Regions from separate parts of the Rattus norvegicus genome. Here region 2 is linked to region 1. The links are chromatin contacts, called in public Hi-C maps. All regions are on one chromosome and are shown on one strand. Each heading gives the region's core, a stretch centred on a gene start, on an enhancer-like site or on the middle of the called end of the contact. The rest is flanking DNA. Distances are from core to core; before and after follow the strand shown.

The links. Hi-C and Micro-C count contacts between places; a contact is called where the count stands out from the background.
Region 2: a Hi-C map of the Rat2 cell line shows a contact between it and region 1, with 3 times the contacts expected there. The contact joins two enhancer-like sites. A contact is called at or near these places in 3 of 12 Hi-C or Micro-C datasets (the A7r5 cell line, the Rat2 cell line and liver).

The regions. Positions count from the first base shown.
Region 1 is chr2:32,506,904-32,510,040 of GRCr8, reverse strand. All of the region lies in intron 4 of Mrps27 (mitochondrial ribosomal protein S27), which reads right to left. Among named protein-coding and RNA genes, the nearest start is that of Mrps27, 34 kb to the right of the region's middle. Within about 2 kb of position 1,375, at least 12 of the 93 cell types and tissues checked have an H3K27ac peak or open chromatin away from gene starts, as enhancers often do.
Region 2 is chr2:32,613,338-32,616,391 of GRCr8, reverse strand. All of the region lies in intron 2 of Map1b (microtubule-associated protein 1B), which reads left to right. Among named protein-coding and RNA genes, the nearest start is that of Map1b, 30 kb to the left of the region's middle. Within about 2 kb of position 1,766, at least 16 of the 93 cell types and tissues checked have an H3K27ac peak or open chromatin away from gene starts, as enhancers often do.

The DNA of each region.
Region 1 (3,137 bases), core at 126-2,625:
GTCATGGACATGGGTTTTATGGAAATTCTGCTTCAGAACATTTCCTATTCCAAGCTGTGGTGGGGATAAATGAGAGCTAAATTTGTAAGCCTTTGTTTTCCTTGTTCAGGGTGGGCTGGGGCAAGGCAGAAAGGAAGAAAACAAAGGTTTCTAAAATGACTGACTTGGTTGAGTAGGATATTTAAAGGTTTCCTCTCAAACTGGAGCTCAACACTTTTCCCCCTTGTCTGCTCGAGACAGAGTTTCTCTGTAGCCCTGGCTGGTCTGGAACTCACTTTCTAGATCCAGGTGGCCTCAAACTCAAGCCATCTGCCTCCCAAGGGCTGGAAGTGAAAGTGTATACTACCATCCCTGGCCTGGAGCTCAACTCTAAATCCCACAGTGTTTGAGGAACATAGGGTCTAATGGAAGGCTCAGGTCAGCAGGGCACGGCCTCATCAAGGAACTAACAGCACCATGAAGACAGCATGTCGTGGGCCCTTCTGTTCTCATGCCCTGTGAGGAGCATAGTTTCCTGACATAAGTCTAATAATTTTATGTAAATTTAATCATTACATACAAAATATAGACGTAAAAACCACTGGGTCCATCCAGAGCTAGTACAACACTGCTCTCCTAACCAGTTATTTAGTTACGGTGTTCCTGGCTCTTTATTATGTAAACAAAACTACAGTTAGTTTTCTTGAGTTATGCATCTATTTCTTGTAGGACAAATTCTTTCTAAAAACCACCAACTTAAGCCAGTAGGTGTACTGGGGTAGAGGAGTATCTACCTCCATGAGGACAAAACTGTAACGTTCAAGTCTTCACCATTACGCACTTTACTCACGTATTCACGGGCAAGGCTGAACCTACTTCATATTCTTTTGGCTACTGGCTTTTCTTTAGAATTGCCTTTTCTGTTCTTTTTCCCTCCACTGCAATGTTTACATCCCTATGATTCATAGGATGTTTGACCTATTTCTTAAGATTATTAATGGAAAACCAATATCATAATTAAGTAGTTTCTCATTTTTCTTATTATTTGACGTAGCTGTAAATCATTTTGCTACACATGAATTTATAATTCCTAGGACAAACCAAGTTCTTACTAAGGTTATTTTTGACATTCTCACCATGTTCAAAAAGACCAAGCTTCTAGATTCTAAAGATTATTTTCCTGTTGTATTTTCATACCCTGGATGATTTCACTTGTTAAATCTAAGTCTTTGGTCTATGAGTAAGCCATGTTGGAGGATACGAGACTGCCTTCAAGGTCCTGGTCACTACACACCTCCTGAGTCACACTTCCTGCCCTTCCGACATCAGCCTCCCGTTTCCTTGCTGCTTTATTGCTTCTTCCCAGCTACAGACCTGAACCTTCGAGATTATCGCATTTCTGCTTTAGCTGCCGTGGTCGGGTGGAAGCTGTACAGCAGGGAACACAGGGGAGGGCTCGCCACTGCTACACGGAACACAGAGGGGAGGGCCCGCCACTGCTACACCCACACACAGCTTATTTATCCGTCTTTATTTCTGTGCTAAAACTGCACTGAGTAAAATGAGTACTGGTTGAAAACGGGAGTCAAACCATTACATAATGAAAGTTCGCTAGGTAAACGCATTTGAACTAATGGTGAAGTAGTCATTCAGAATGTTCGAAGTAATTAGGTCACTCAAAATATGCATGAAATGCTGGGCTGTTTCCAGGACAACGAAATGCCAAGTTTCACACTATTTTCTGCTATAATTAACTAAATAATCTACACTTAAGTGGCATCTTGCATATGTTCCTAAAAACCACTTCACTGGTGTGGTAATGCTGATCAAAAAGCGACTGAGACGCAAACAAAACAAAAACCCACCAACAGCCGAGCGCACCAGGAGCTGTACTGCATCTCTGTACTACTATGTTATAGCAAGAACCGTATTTTTAAAACTGTTTCCTGCGTGTGTTTATTTATATGGGTGTGCAGCCATGTATGCAGACATACCACAGTGTGTGGAAGCCAGGGGCAACTTGAAGTCAGTTTTCTCCTACCATTAGGGGCTGAACTCAAGCCCTAGGTTTAGTGGCAAGTGCTTTACCCACTGAGCCATCATGCTGGTTCAAGAACAGGAGTTTAATGGAAAACCAAGAACTGAACTACTGGGCAGCTGATTGTTGACAGTCTAGCATCTGAGTTTTAAATGGTGATGTAATACAATGTACCATATAAGCAACATCCAGACCATGAAGACGAACACTCCTGGATACCACCATCCATTTCCTTCCTGCCCCATTGGTTGCCCACTAACCCACTTTCTGCTACAGCCTGAAGACGAGTAGAGCAAACTGCTAGGCCAGCACTGGCTCTGGCTGCCACACTGAGTACTCAGCACAGCACAGGGCAGGCTCCAAGGTGGAAGTGCAAGGCTGGCACGAGCCTAAGGCTGGCACGAGCCTTAGGGACAGCAATGAAGTCTCCCTGCTCCTGGAGCCCCGGACACTGAGCTACAGGAAGACCCTTTCAGGGCTGAAGGGCCGACTCCTCTAGGAAGCATCTTCTGACTGTCTCCTATGGCCCTCTTTTACATTTACAAAGTAAGTTTTAACAGAGCATATTGCTAAGTGGGGGAGAGTAGTTCTCAGTACTGGGGCACAGCACTACCAAAAATCCAAAATGCATCCGTGACCTAATCACAAGTCTCAAGCCGTAAAGCTCCTGGAAGAAAACAAAAGACAGGCTCAGTCTTCTTTTTTTTTTTCCGGAGCTGGGGACCGAACCCAGGGCCTTGCGCTTCCTAGGCAAGCGCTCTACCACTGAGCTAAATCCCCAACCCTCAGGCTCTGTCTTCTTAACATGTGGTTTAGCGATGGAGTCTTAGACATGATGTCTCACGAAGTTATAAAATAACTGGGTAGTGATATTCGTCTGTCCGTCTACGATTAGGAATTGCAAATCCAGGAAATCATTAGTCTGACTTCTAAAATCTGTGTCCTAAGTAGACAGAAGGGTGGTTGTTAGAGAAAAAAAATCAACATTATGAGTTCAAACAGATCTCCTTCCTTGTTTAATGAGACAAGATCTACTATGCAGCACTGTACACCAGTGCTCTCAGTAGACCAGTCTGTCCTTGACCTCAGGGATGCACTTGCCTCTGTCTTCTGAATACTG
Region 2 (3,054 bases), core at 517-3,016, 110 kb before region 1:
TTTTTTTCTTATTTAGTTCAAGCTAAGAAACCCAACAGGGAAAATCTTGTCTGGGAGTTGCTCTTCCAAACCCAACCCCCAAACAAAGTCAGCTGTTTTCGGTGTTGAGGGATCCACGCATACAGAAGCCATTGAGCTACTCTCTCAAGTACCTGCATTAATTTTACTGTTAGAAATCTATGTACTTGGTTCAGAATATTTGTGTTTGCTCATTTCTGGCTGTAGAAAGGTTCTGGTTTGCACATCCTCTGCTACCCGAGGATCAAGCTACCTCCCCACAGATGTGCTCATGGCACTAAGCTGACCAGCTCCCTGCAATCGCTTACATGTGATTTACATCAGAACTCCCAGGGGCCAGATAATAATTCACAGCCCCCAAAGATCGGCTCAGCACACTTCCGAGCGCAACTTCCTGTAAAGAGAGTGGCTACTCAATTGCTGTCTGTCTGGACAGGCCAGTGAGGGGCCTGGTGCTTGGCTACAGACCTGCATGTGTCGGAGTACGATCGGTGACCATTGGTCCACTGTATTCAGCTCATGTTTCTGCGTTATCTTTGAACACGCTACTTCTCCCAGATCTGCTCCCACAGGAGATTGGCGCCAGTAAACATCAGCCGTGGCTACTGTTTGACGTGAGCCCTGAGTTAAGCTGCACTTTCTGGTTGAATTCCATGGAACCCTTACGATCTGGCTAAACCCAACTTCACCAGAATTTGCCCCAACTTCTTCTTAACTACCTACAAGCAATGTCCGTTAAAAAAAAAGTCTTGATTGGAAATGTTTCTAACAAAAATAAATACTGGAGGCACCTTTATTCGTTTACCTTATTATGAAATTTAAAATTCGAATTGCTATGATTTCTTTAAACGGGGCTCGCACACCTATGACCAACATTCATTCCAGAAGTAGTTATGATAGGAATTAGAACTCAACATTCCCCTTCTGTCTGGCAAGTCGAAGCCTTTGCCCCCTCCTGCCCAACTTAAATAGCCCTAATATTTTAATGTGATCAAAGATCTGTAGTCATAAGACCCGTTTGAACTTCCAGAATGTCTTGAAGCCTCTAACTGTTCATCTTCGGTATCTACTATTAAAATAATTGGTGTGAGAAAAGCACCAACACACACACTACCTTGGCCTTAGGAGTAGTTACTAACTATTCTGCTGTTTGCCAGCAGATGGCATGACTCAGGGCGTATCGACATGCGGTTGAAAGTGATTCCGGAAGGATTTCCCCTGAATTTCATAGTGGAAAATTTAATTTTCCTGTTTTTATAAGGAGCTCTTACAAACAGCTAAGTAAAGTCTTAAAACTGGGCTGTGGTATGAACGTCCAGTTTATATACACACAGGCGATGGGTAGAGAGAGACACATGATGAGTATGAGCGGCTCGAGAAGGTACGGCTTTGCCTGCGAACCACATGGCTTTAAAAGTAGTTCTGCATAGTGTTGGTGAAGAGCACAGGCCAAGTTCTTCCCATTCTACTACTGGATACAAATGGCCTTTCTGACACGGGAAATTCAGTGAAAACCAGGTAGTAAAAGTGCATCAGCATTTCGACTTCATATAGACCCATACATTGAGTCTATGGAGATAAGCAGAGCTGTGCATAAAATTAGATAAAAATGGCTTGCTGTCTTATTACTTTGTTATCTATGAGAAAAAAGCTCAGAAAAAAAACCCTGAAATTCTCGTCAGTAGGGAACGGTTTAATTAATGATGACTAAGGAAGAGGATGCAGTTCTTAGCCCACATCACACACCATGTGTCACTGGACACGTGGTGGCTGTGAGTAAAAGGGCAAAGGTCATGGAGGCCGTTTACAGTTCGGTCTCGACGTAATGATCAAAACAACGTTTGTCTTTGCAGAACGCACCAGACCTTAATGTGGGCGATCATCCCGGTATTTCCTTCTACATTGTCTCTGTACTTTGTACATTTTGTGCAGTGGTCAGGTGTCCCTTCGAAATTAGGACAAGCTGCAAGCGTTTTTAAAATGATAAGCCTGACATTGAGACGTGAGTCACCCACCCACCCCCCACCTTGGTCGTCTCAGGGAAATGAGATTCAGTAGTGAGCTCTGTGTCTAAGGGGAAGCCGAGTACATCTGAGTCAGAGGTTTGAGAAGCTCTCCAGACCCTAACCTCAGAAACCTCAGACTCATGTAATGATACAGCAAGAAAAGCCTCGACGTCAGCCTGAGTTAAGAAGGTTCGAGTAGATTCGTGAAACAGCTCTGAGAGGAAACGGGCTCTGAGATCTCGTGCCCTTGGTGCTGGGCAGCCTCTTTACTGAAGCTGAATCAAAGTGGATGGTGCTGGGCCAGGAAGGAGCCAGGTTCCTGCTCTGGCTGCCTGTGGGTACACTTTGTACTTGACATCGGGCATGTCACCAAACTCTCTGTACTCTGAGTTCTCTCCCAGTATTGGATGATTATTTTTGCTTGGAATTTGGCATTCTGGTTCTGTTTCAGCCTTACACATTGAGCTGTGGTTCTGAAGAGGACCAGCCAGTGTGGAGGCAGGGGGAGCCTCCTTCCCCATCATACTCTTGGATCCAGTGTGTCTGAGCTCATACATTCCCTGTCTCTCTGTGTCCCTCTTTCTCTCTGATTGTCTCTGTCTCTCTGACTGTCTCTGTCTCTCTATCTCTTTATCTCTGACTTAGTAGCTCTCTCTTTCTTTCTCTCTCTCTCTCTCTCTCTCTCTCTCTCTCTCTCTCTCTCTCTCTAAGCTTATGCAGTCCTGGCAGATCTGAAACTGGATAGGTAGATCAGGCTGTCCTCAGATTCGCAGAGCCCCACCAGGTACTGCCTCCAGAGTGCTGGGGCTGAGGAACACTCCCTGTGGCTGAAGGTAAGTGACACCACACCTAATGGCACAGGCATTTTTGATCTATAAAACACCCGGGCATAATCCTTGGAAAGACCGTAGTTGACACCAAGAAAGGCTGTTCAATTCTCTCTCGGGGACCGATCACAAGATGAAAGCAGGGAGTCTTAGAATACAGGCAAGCCTGGGGTGTGCTTTAGCAATGGTTTTTGGTTTATAGA